Linked DNA regions of Macaca mulatta: region 2 is linked to region 1. Evidence: chromatin contacts called from public Hi-C data. All regions are on one chromosome and are shown on one strand. The core of a region is the stretch at or near the end of the contact, and the rest is flanking DNA. Distances in the headings are between cores, read along the strand shown.

What was found. A called contact is a pair of places that touch in the nucleus more often than the background predicts.
Region 2: a contact with region 1 is called in a Hi-C map of CD4 T cells, with 3 times the contacts expected there. The contact joins two enhancer-like sites. A contact is called at or near these places in 5 of 14 Hi-C or Micro-C datasets (CD4 T cells, blood, cortical neurons and 2 more).

What each region holds. Positions count from the first base shown.
Region 1 is chr6:180,960,352-180,965,487 of T2T-MMU8v2.0, reverse strand. The region is part of intron 4 of STK10 (serine/threonine kinase 10); the gene reads left to right. Among named protein-coding and RNA genes, the nearest start is that of STK10, 82 kb to the left of the region's middle. Within about 2 kb of position 3,032, at least 5 of the 40 cell types and tissues checked have an H3K27ac peak or open chromatin away from gene starts, as enhancers often do. A contact at or near this core is called in CD4 T cells, where this site is marked.
Region 2 is chr6:181,028,815-181,033,771 of T2T-MMU8v2.0, reverse strand. All of the region lies in intron 1 of STK10 (serine/threonine kinase 10), which reads left to right. Among named protein-coding and RNA genes, the nearest start is that of STK10, 13 kb to the left of the region's middle. Within about 2 kb of position 2,566, at least 13 of the 40 cell types and tissues checked have an H3K27ac peak or open chromatin away from gene starts, as enhancers often do. A contact at or near this core is called in CD4 T cells, where this site is marked.

The DNA of each region.
Region 1 (5,136 bases), core at 1,783-4,282:
CTCCCTTGTAAGTGTGCATACATGCTAAGTTCACTGTTTTTGTGCGTGTTACAATGTATTTTACACTGTTTATATAATTTTTTCATTATAAAGGTAATTGTGGTATTGATACCTGTATAGAAAGACATATACAAAGATAGACATTGCAACAGTATTTTTTTTTTTTTTTTTTTTGAGACGGAGTCTTGCTCTGTCGCCCAGGCTGGAGTGCAGTGGCTGGATCTCGGCTCACTGCAAGCTCCGCCTCCCGGGTTCATGCCATTCTCCTGCCTCAGCCTCCCAAGTAGCAAGGACTACAGGCACCCGCCACCACGCCCGGCTAGTTTTTTGTATTTTTTAGTAGAGACGGGGTTTCACCATGTTAGCCAGGATGGTCTCGATCTCCTGACCTCGGGATCCGCCCGTCTTGGCCTCCCAAAGTGCTGGGATTACATGCTTGAGCCACCGTGCCCGGCCTGCAACAGTATTTGTAAGAGCAAGAAATCAGAAGTGATCCAAGTGTATGTACTTCAGTATAGGATTAAATAGGTTATGGTGCTATCAAACAGTGGAATCTTTTTCACCTGTTGAAATTAAGTTGCAGAAAATGTGTAATCTCTTATAAAGATGTATAGTACATACTTTGAAGGGGAAAAGTGACTGCAAAATAGCATGTTTAATCTGATTACATATTTTAAAGTAGCAAATACATAAAAATTAAGTATATGTAATTTTTTTTTTTTTTTTTTTTGAGACGGAGTCTCGCTCTGCCGCCCAGGCTGGAGTGCAATGGCTGGATCTCAGCTCACTGCAAGCTCCGCCTCCCGGGTCCACACCATTCTCCTGCCTCAGCCTCCCGAGTAGTTGGGACTACAGGCGCCCGCCACCTCGCCCGGCTAATTTTTTGTATTTTTAGTAGAGACGGGGTTTCACCGTGTTAGCCAGGATGGTCTCGATCTCCTGACCTCGTGATCCGCCCGTCTCGGCCTCCCAAAGTGCTGGGATTACAGGCTTGAGCCACCGCGCCCGGCCAAGTATATGTAATTTTTGTCTGTTTCTACTTATATATAATTTTTAGGTAGGGCATGTTGGTTCACACCTGTAACCCCAGCACTTTGGGAGGCGAAGGTGATGGGATTGCTTGACCAGGCATTCGAGACCAGCCTGGGCAACATCGTGAGACCCTGTCACTATAAAAAAATTGTTTTAATTAAAAAAAAATATATATAATTGTAATATAAATAAATCTGGAGCTATACACAGCAAACCCCTAAATGTTTAGCTGTCAGTATTATAGTTTTTTTTTTTTTTGAGACGGGGTCTCGCTTTGTCGCCCAGGCTGGAGTGCAGTGGTGCGATCTCAGCTCACTGCAACCTCCGCCTCCCGAGTTCACGCCATTCTCCTGCCTCAGCCCCTGAGTAGCTGGGACTACAGGTGCCCGCCAGCACGCCCAGCTAATTTTTTGTATTTTTAGTAGAGACGGGGTTTCACTGTGTTAGTCAGGACGGTCTAGATCTCCTGACCTCGTGATCCGTCCCCCTCGGCCTCCCAAAGTGCTGGGATTACAGGCGTGAGCCACCGCGCCCGGCCAGTATTATAGTTTTTAATGTGAAAAATAATGAGTTTCTAATAAGCAACATAACTTTGGTAATCAGAAAACACACACACACGCACACACACACGAGAGTAGCTAGAGTCCTGTACACAATTTGGAATAAGACCCACAAAAAGGAGAATTAAAGTCCCTCCTAATCCTGCCAGAATAAACCACCACTCGCCGTGGGCTTCCCTCCAAGTCCTTTTTTTGTCTGCAGAAAAGTCGGATCAGATAGTGGGAAAGAGCACAGCTGGGTGACCTTCTGCACGTTACTTAGTCTCTCTTAACTTAAGCTTCCTTATCTGTAAAATGGGAGTCATAATTTTCCCTGCCTTAAGGGCATAGATATAAATGATGTGTAGGAATAGATACGCACATGATATGCATAAGTTTCTTTACACAGTGCTATGCATGTGGTAAGTTCTCAGTAAATATTAGTTTTTCTTTTCTTTTTTTGAGATGGAATTTCGCTCTTGTTGCCCAGGCTGGAGTGCAGTGGCACAATCTCGGCTCACCGCAACCTCTGCCTCCCGGGTTCAAGCAATTCTCCTGCATCAGCCTCCTGAGCAGCTGAGATCACAGGCGTGCGCCACCACGCCCGGCTAGTTTTGTATTTTTAGTAGAGAGGGGGTTTTTCCATGTTGGTTTTTATCTCGAACTCCTGACCTCAGGTGATCTGCCCACCTCAGCCTCCCAGAGTGCTGGGATTACAGGCGTGAGCCACCGTGTCTGGTGACAATATTAGTTTTTATAAGATAAACTAGGTTCATTATATATATACAGTTTCCTAGTCTGGTTTTTAACATTGAGTATCAGCGTATTCCTCCATATCCTTAAAGAGTCCTCAGAGGCCGGGCGCGGTGGCTCAAGCCTGTAATCCCAGCACTTTGGGAGGCCGAGATGGGTGGATCACGAGGTCAGGAGATCGAGACCATCCTGGCGAACACCGTGAAACCCCGTCTCTACTAAAAAATACAAAAAACTAGCCGGGCGAGGTGGCGGGCGCCTGTAGTCCCAGCTACTCGGGAGGCTGAGGCAGGAGAATGGCGTAAACCTGGGAGGCGGAGCTTGCAGTGAGCTGAGATCCGGCCACTGCACTCAAGCCCGGGCTACAGAGCGAGACTCTGTCTCAAAAAAAAAAAAAAAAAAAAAAAAAAAAAAAAAAGAGTCCTCAGAAACATGATTATTTTCGTGTTTTTCTTGTACCCATCACAGGTACAAAATGTAATTTACCTATCAGAGCCCTGAGGAAAGCCCTGAATTGGATACTTAGGTTTCTCATGAGGTTTATCATCTTTACTAAATCATGCAGTGATGATTGTGCTTGTTCATGGATCTTTGAGTCTCTTTCTGTAACATACCTTGAAGAGGGATTCTCAGAAGCAGAGTGCTGGGTGTGTGCTGTGAGTCGGGGTTTTGTTCATCCTGTAGCCGGCATGCTCTCCGTGCCGGTCGCACCAGTTGACACACCCCCAGTGGAGTGTGCAGTTCTCTTTTCACCACATCCTGGCCCCTACTGGGTTTTACTTAATAGAGAAAAAACAAAAAACCCACAAAACCAAAAAACTCTGCTACATATGCATTTCAGTTTTTTTAAACCATAGAAACAATACACTCTATCAAAAACATTTTAAAGAATAAAAGTGGGCCGGGCGCGGTGACTCACGCCTGTAATCCCAGCACTTTGGGAGGCCCAGGCAGGTAGATCACCTGAGGTCGGGAGTTTGAGACCAGCCTGACCAACATAATGAAACCCCGTCTCTACTAAAAATACAAAATTTGCCGGGCGTGGTGGTGCATGCCTGTAATCCCAGATGCTTGGGAGGCTGAGGCAGGAGAGTTGCTTGAACCCGGGAGGCGGAGGTTGCAGTGAGCCAAGATCATGCCATTGCACTCCAGCCTGGGCAAGAAGAACGAAACTCCACCTCAAAAAAAAAAGAATAAAAGTGTGTAAAGTGGCCGGGTGCGGTGGCTCACGCCTGTAATCCCAGCACTTTGGGAGGCCGAGGCGGGCGGATCACGAGGTCAGGAGATCGAGATCACAGTGAAACCCCGTCTCTACTAAAAATACAAAAAATTAGCCGGGCGTGGTGGTGGGCGCCTGTAGTCCCAGCTACTCAGGAGGCTGAGGCAGGAGAATGGCGTGAACCCGGGAGGTGGAGCTTGCAGTGAGCCGAGATCGCGCCACTGCACTCCAGCCTGGGCCACAGAACTAGACTCCGTCTCATAAAAAAACAAAAAAAAACAAAAAAAACAAAAAAAAGTGTGTAAAGTGAAAAATGTAAGGTCCCTTCTGTGCACTGCCTCCACCAAAATCCCACTTCCAGGGAGATGAACATTAAGTTTGATGTGCAAACTTCCAGACCGGGGTGTGTGTGTGTGTGTGTGTGTGTGTGTGTGTGTGTGTGTGTGTGTGTATGCACATGCATGCAGACATGTACACACAATGTGCATATGTCATTCTTTTAAAGATAATCTTCTACTGGAGTACCTTCACTTGGATCATTTCTGGAATCATGTTACACATTTTATAAGACTCATCGGTCAATCAGCAACATCTTTGGGACATGTATTAGGGATAAACTTCCAAGTTAGTCCATACAAATACAGCCTCATTCTTTTTAAGAGCTGCATGTTATTTCATAGCTGGGGTGAACCACAATTTATCTAACCATTCAGCAACGAAGCTCCAGCAACACTTTGGATGATTTCCAGTTTTTCATTCTTTTTGGCTGTTGCTTTTATAAGCATCCTTATATATTATAGATCTGGTTTTGGAGATGGATTTCTACAAATAGAATTGCTGGCAAACAAGTTTTTAAAACCCAGTTTTATTTTTTACATATATGAGTAAAGGCACTTTAGCAAATTCTGTCTGTTTATTCATGAGCATGCTCATTCGATAAACCTGTTGAGTGCTTCCTGCTCCAGATACTGTGCCAGGGATGCAACTGTGGACACAGCAGAAATGATCTCTTTCTTTATGGAAATTATAGCCGAGAAAGGGAGATTTCCCATATCTCCGCTGCCCTTGTCTCTAACACATTTTAAAATGGGAGGAGAAGGGGGAGTGTTTTCATCAGAAGAGACTGCATGGTGAAAATCCCTGTTGAATTGCTCCAAGGGCAGCCATCAGCTATCAAGGGACACCCCCCCATAAACTCTGTGCAGGGAGCAAACAGGCTCAGTTCTCTGGGCTGCAAGGTGGGGCTGCCCCGCTCTCCCAACTGGGCCCCATCATGTGGGCAGAAGGGGAAGTAGCAGCTGCCCGAAGAGCTGGCCGGTGTGTGCCTGAGGGAGGGCCCTGGGGACCTGCGGTGTGTCATTGCACGTTGATGGTTTCTGTTTTTCCTCTCTTCTCAGGAAGGTGTCAGCAGGGCCTATGGTGGGGGAGTGGCCACCTTCTGGGATCCTCACCCTGGGCCTGAGAGGCAAGCACTGTTCCCAAAAGGTTTCTTGGGATGGGATGATGTGCTGGCCCTTGGTGGTGTTTGCGGGGGAGCCAGGGCCCCGAAGGTGGGGCCAGCTTCCCGTTCTTACCCTGGAGGCCCAGGGGAGC
Region 2 (4,957 bases), core at 1,317-3,816, 69 kb before region 1:
AAGACTCTGTCTCAACAAAACAAAACAAAACAAAACAAAACAAAAACAGATAAGTTGGTCCCTTCTGTGCCTGGGCCAATGATGCTGTCCAAGGGAGCGTTATGCAGGCTATACAGGCAATGGCAGATTTCCTAGTCACCTCATTCAAACCAGAGGAAAAATAGGGAAATGAATTTTAATGGTATATTTATCACTTCAGCATGTAGTAAAGCGGAATTAAAGCAATGTGTTATATTCTCTTTCATGCAGTCTTTGAAATCGGTGGGTGTTGCGCTTATGGCACATCTCCATCTGCACCGGCCACATACCAGGTGCTCGGTAGTGACATGTGACTAGTGACTACTGTGTTGGGCATGACAGATCTGACCTCTACTGTTGCCTCCTCAATCCCAGTGGTCATTGGATTTGGGAAGTGGGCATGGGCCAGGGCTGGGCCAGGTCCGCAATAGCATTTGGGGCGTGGCTCATTCGGGCTGCCGCAACAAAGTACCATAGGCTGAGTGGCTTGCAAACAATAAACATTCTATTTCTCATAGTTTGGAGGCTGGGAAGTCCAAGATCAAGGCTCCCACAGAGTTGGTGTCTAATGAGGGCCTGCTCTGCTTCCCAGATGGTGCCTTCTCGCTGTGACCTCACGTAGTAGGAGGGACAGCAGGAGAGCTAGCCTTCTAGGGTCTTTCTTTCTTTCTTTTTTTTTTTTTTTGAGACAGAGTCTCACTCCTTCATCCAGGCTGGAGTGCAACCTCACTGCAACCTCCACCTCCTGGGTTCAAGTGATTCTTGTGCCTCAGCCTCCAGAGTAGCTGGGATCACAGGCATGCACCACCACGTCTGGCTAATTTTTGTGTTTTTAGTAGAGATGGCGTTTTACCATGTTGGCCAGTCTGGTTTCAAGCTCCTGGCATCAAGATATCCACCCACCTCGGCCTCCCAACGTGCTGGGATTACAGGCGTGAGCCACCACACCGGCCTCTGCGGTCTTTTTTTCTTTTTTTTACAAGAACACTAATCTCATTAAGACCTAGTCATTTCCCAAAAGGCCCCTCCTTCTAATGCTATCACCTTGGAGGTTGGGATTTCAACATAAGAATTTTGCAGGGACACAGAAACTCAGACCATAGCAGGGACCAAGTCAAGAGGGCTTTGAAGGCCAAGCCGATGAATTTAGACTTTGGCAGTTTTGACCTCAAAAAATGTCCTGCCTGCCTTAAGTCCCCCAGAGCCTGACCAGGTCAGCCCATGTAACATTAGAGAGGGACTCTCTTTTGATGGGGGAGGAGGCCTTGACCAAAGAGGTGACACAATTGCAGGGTGCCAGAGCCAGGATCCCTGGCTGCTCAAGACTAAGGAGGTCCATGCTGAATGGAGGCTGAGCCAGAGTGGCCAACCCTGGTGACTGAACCAGGCAGGTGTGGGAGGGAAGGCCAGAGCTATAGTTGGAACCCAAATTGGAGCCGAGGGAGTGTAGGTGAGCAGCCCGAGAACGGGATGTTTGTGAGATGGGAGGCATGGAAGAGTCTAGGGCATCCTTAATCAGGAGGTGGAAAGAGAGCCGAGAGGATGAGACAGGAAGGCAAGCTCGTGTCTGCTGGGGATCAGAGGTGATCCGGGAACCTGGAGGAGTTCCTGCAGTTCAAGCCTGGCTCTACCTCTTGCAGGTTGTGTGATGCTGAGGAATTTACTTATCTCTGCCTCAGTTTCTTAAGCTGTGAAATGGTGATGGTAATGGTACAATCGCATAGGGCTGTTGGAAGATGAAATGAGATAATCCATGGAAACCACTTAGTCTAGGACACTGGAAGAAGTCACGTAAGTGTTAGCTTTAGATTGTCTATTGAGCACCTACTTGTGCAAGGCCCTGTGGGTTCCAAAGTGAAGAAGATAGATGAGTAGGGAGTTGACTTTTGCTCAGTTGCTACCTGTCCATCATTTATTCTTCTCTTATCCCCATGAAAGGCAGGGGAATATCCTCACTCTACACCTGATGAAGCAGAGGCCCAGAGAGGTACAGTGACTTACTCAGGGTCACACAGCTTTTTTATGGCAGGACTGGGACTCGCACCCAGATCTTTCTGGCCAGGAGTCTGTCTCTTTTCTCTTGCGGCACAGAGAGAAAGACAAACAGGTTTGTTGGGCAGTCCATGGTCGCTTCAATGCGGTGTCTGCTCTTGGCCTTGTGGTTTCTGTGCCCAGGAACATAACCCTTCTTTGCAAGCCTGCCTCAGCTGGATGGCGATGGATGGTGGCCTCTCATGCAGAGGAAGTGGTGAGGGGTGCAGGCAGGACTAGCACAGGAAGTGGCAGGGGAAAGGGGCGGGTGTCAAGGCGGGGAAGCCAAGCGCTCCTGGGGCCCCTCCTGGTGCCCTGGTGGGTGGGGCTGCTGGGACCGCAGCAGGCTGCAGTGCAGGGTGTCTCTGGGGCCTGTCAGCAGAGCAGGGAGGGCGGGGCTGAAACGCTTCCTTCTCCCTTCTCCCTCTCTCCCCCACACTCACCTTCCACTTCACTCTTTCTCTTCCCCTTTCTCTCTGCTTCCCCCGTGATGCATTTTTTCCCTTCTTCCCACATAGCTTACCGATTTTTTCATACTAACAGACTACACCAGGGCTGGCACAGTGGGTCACGTCTGTAATCCTAACACTTTGGGTGGCTAGGAGTTCACGACCAGCCTGGGAAACGTAGGAAGACTCCATCTCTTCCAAAAAAATTTTAAAAATTAGCCAGGTGTGGTGGCACCAACTGCAGTCTGGAGGCTGCTACTCTGGAGGCTGAGGCGGGAGGATCACTTGAGGCCAGGAGTTCAAGACTGCAGCAAGCTATGATCACACCACTGCACTCCAGTCTGGGTGACAGAGCAAGACCTGACTGGAAAACTGCTTGTCTGAAAGCATCAATAAGAAGAAAAAACAGGCTATACCAGAGCCAGAATTAGACACCTAAGACTTGGGGAGAAGGATGGGGAAGAGGAGGGACTTGACTGGTGCACGGGTAACTGAAGAGTTAACTCCAGCCAGCCTGGGTCAGGTGGTGGAGGGTGGTGGAGGCCGGTGGTGCCTCTGGGAGGAGCTGAGGGAAGCTCGGCGCCTTTCTGCTTCCGGACCATTGCACTGGCGGTTCCCCTGCCTGCCACTCTACCTGTGACTGCACAGCTGCTCCTCCTCATTCTCTCAGCTCAGATTCCTTCCTCACAAAGGCCTGTCCCGACCACCCCTCCCTGACCATGGTGGCAGCTGCCTGTAGATTTCCTTCAGGGCTGTTGTAACAAACTGGGATTCTCTTGTGTGTCTCCTTGTTTATTTTCTGTCCCCTCCAACAGATGCGAAGTCCCTGAGGGTAAGGAATGATCTTTGTGTCCCCAGCATTTGGAACAGGGCCTGCGGAGGGTAGATGTTCAGTTCATACCTGCTGAGCCGCAGGCATGCGGTGGCTGACGCCTGTAATCCCAGCACTTGGGGAGGCCGAGGCAGGTGGGTCACCTGAGGTCAGGAGTTCGAGACCAGCCTGGCCAACATGGGGAAACCTCATCTCTACTAAAAATACAAAAATTAGCTGGGCATGGTGGTGGGTGCCTGTAATCCCAGCTACTCAGGAGGCTGAGGCAGGAGGATTGCTTGAACCCGAAAGACGGAAGTTGCAGTGAGCTGAGATTGTGCCATTGCACTCCAGCCTGGTCAACAAGAGCGAAACTCCGTCTCAAAAAAAAATTAAATAACAATAACAAAAAATACCTGCTGAGCAAATGAAAGGATAAGTGAGTGAATGCCGGGCCCCGCTTAGTCCCCCTCCCTGGGCAGACCCCTCTTAGTCACTCTCCCTGGACAGGCCCAGTGTTGTGGTTACAATGTGGCTACACTCGGGAGGCCGCACTGTGGTTATGATGTGGCGCTAGAATCAATTCTGAGCTTCCTCCTAGCTTCCCTGCCTGTTTGCTGTGTGACTTTGGGCAAGTCACCTTGCCTCTCTGATCCTCAGCATCTTCAACTGTGACGTTTAAATCAAAACAGCACTTTGCCCGATTTTGTGAAGATTGATGCTTGTGGCCAGCCCTTACTGTCCTGCCTCACGCAGAAGATGTAAATGTGGCTGTTGTTACTGTGATTGTTACCATTTCTCTGGGGTGACTTAAGCTGATCGTCCCCTTCCTGGGGCTTGACAGAGGCAGATTCCCTTGAGGCCCTGAACCCCTCCCTTGCCTGTTACACTGGAGGGTGCTTCTGGGTGGGGGCGTGTGAAGAGTTCTGGGATCAGCCTGAAGTTTGTTGCGCTCTCTCTGTTAAGGAGATAAAAGAAGCCTGCATCCCAGCCTGGAGGCAGCACAGGGGTCTGGAGATGGCACAGGGGCCTGGAGACGGCACAGGGGCCTGGGCATGAGCCACTGTGCCCGGCCGCCTCAGAGGCTTTTGACCTGGGGATGCCGTTCATCTTGCAAGTCACAGCTCAGTTGTTGGCCTTGCTGTGTAACCCTTGGCAAGTGATGTCACCCCTCGGAACCTTGGTTTTCTTTTCTGCAAAATAGGGACAATAGTGCCTCTCCCAGTGGGACACAGGCATCTTTACACCTGCACCATCATGAGCCCAGTGCCAAGGACACAGAGCCAGATGTGGCAGAACCGACCCAAGCCCAGCATCACATCTGAATTCAATCTAGTGTTGGTGGAACACAGGGGTATAGCTTGGTCCTGCCATTTGGAGAGCATTTGACAACATGTAAATCAAGACCGAGTCTTTTGGAGGTGGCACCACGTGACCAGTGTGGCATGGCTCCATGATAGGGAGCTGCTCAAATAGAGGAGGGTCCCGTCACTCAGTGGAACATTCTGCCACCCTTGGAGATGACGTTGGGGAACAGTGTTTTGTGCTCTGAAGGGCTGTTCATGCCATACTGTTTGCTTTTTTTTTGAGATGGAGTTTTGCTCTTGTTGCCTGGGCTGGAGTGCAATGGTGCCATCTCAGCTCACTG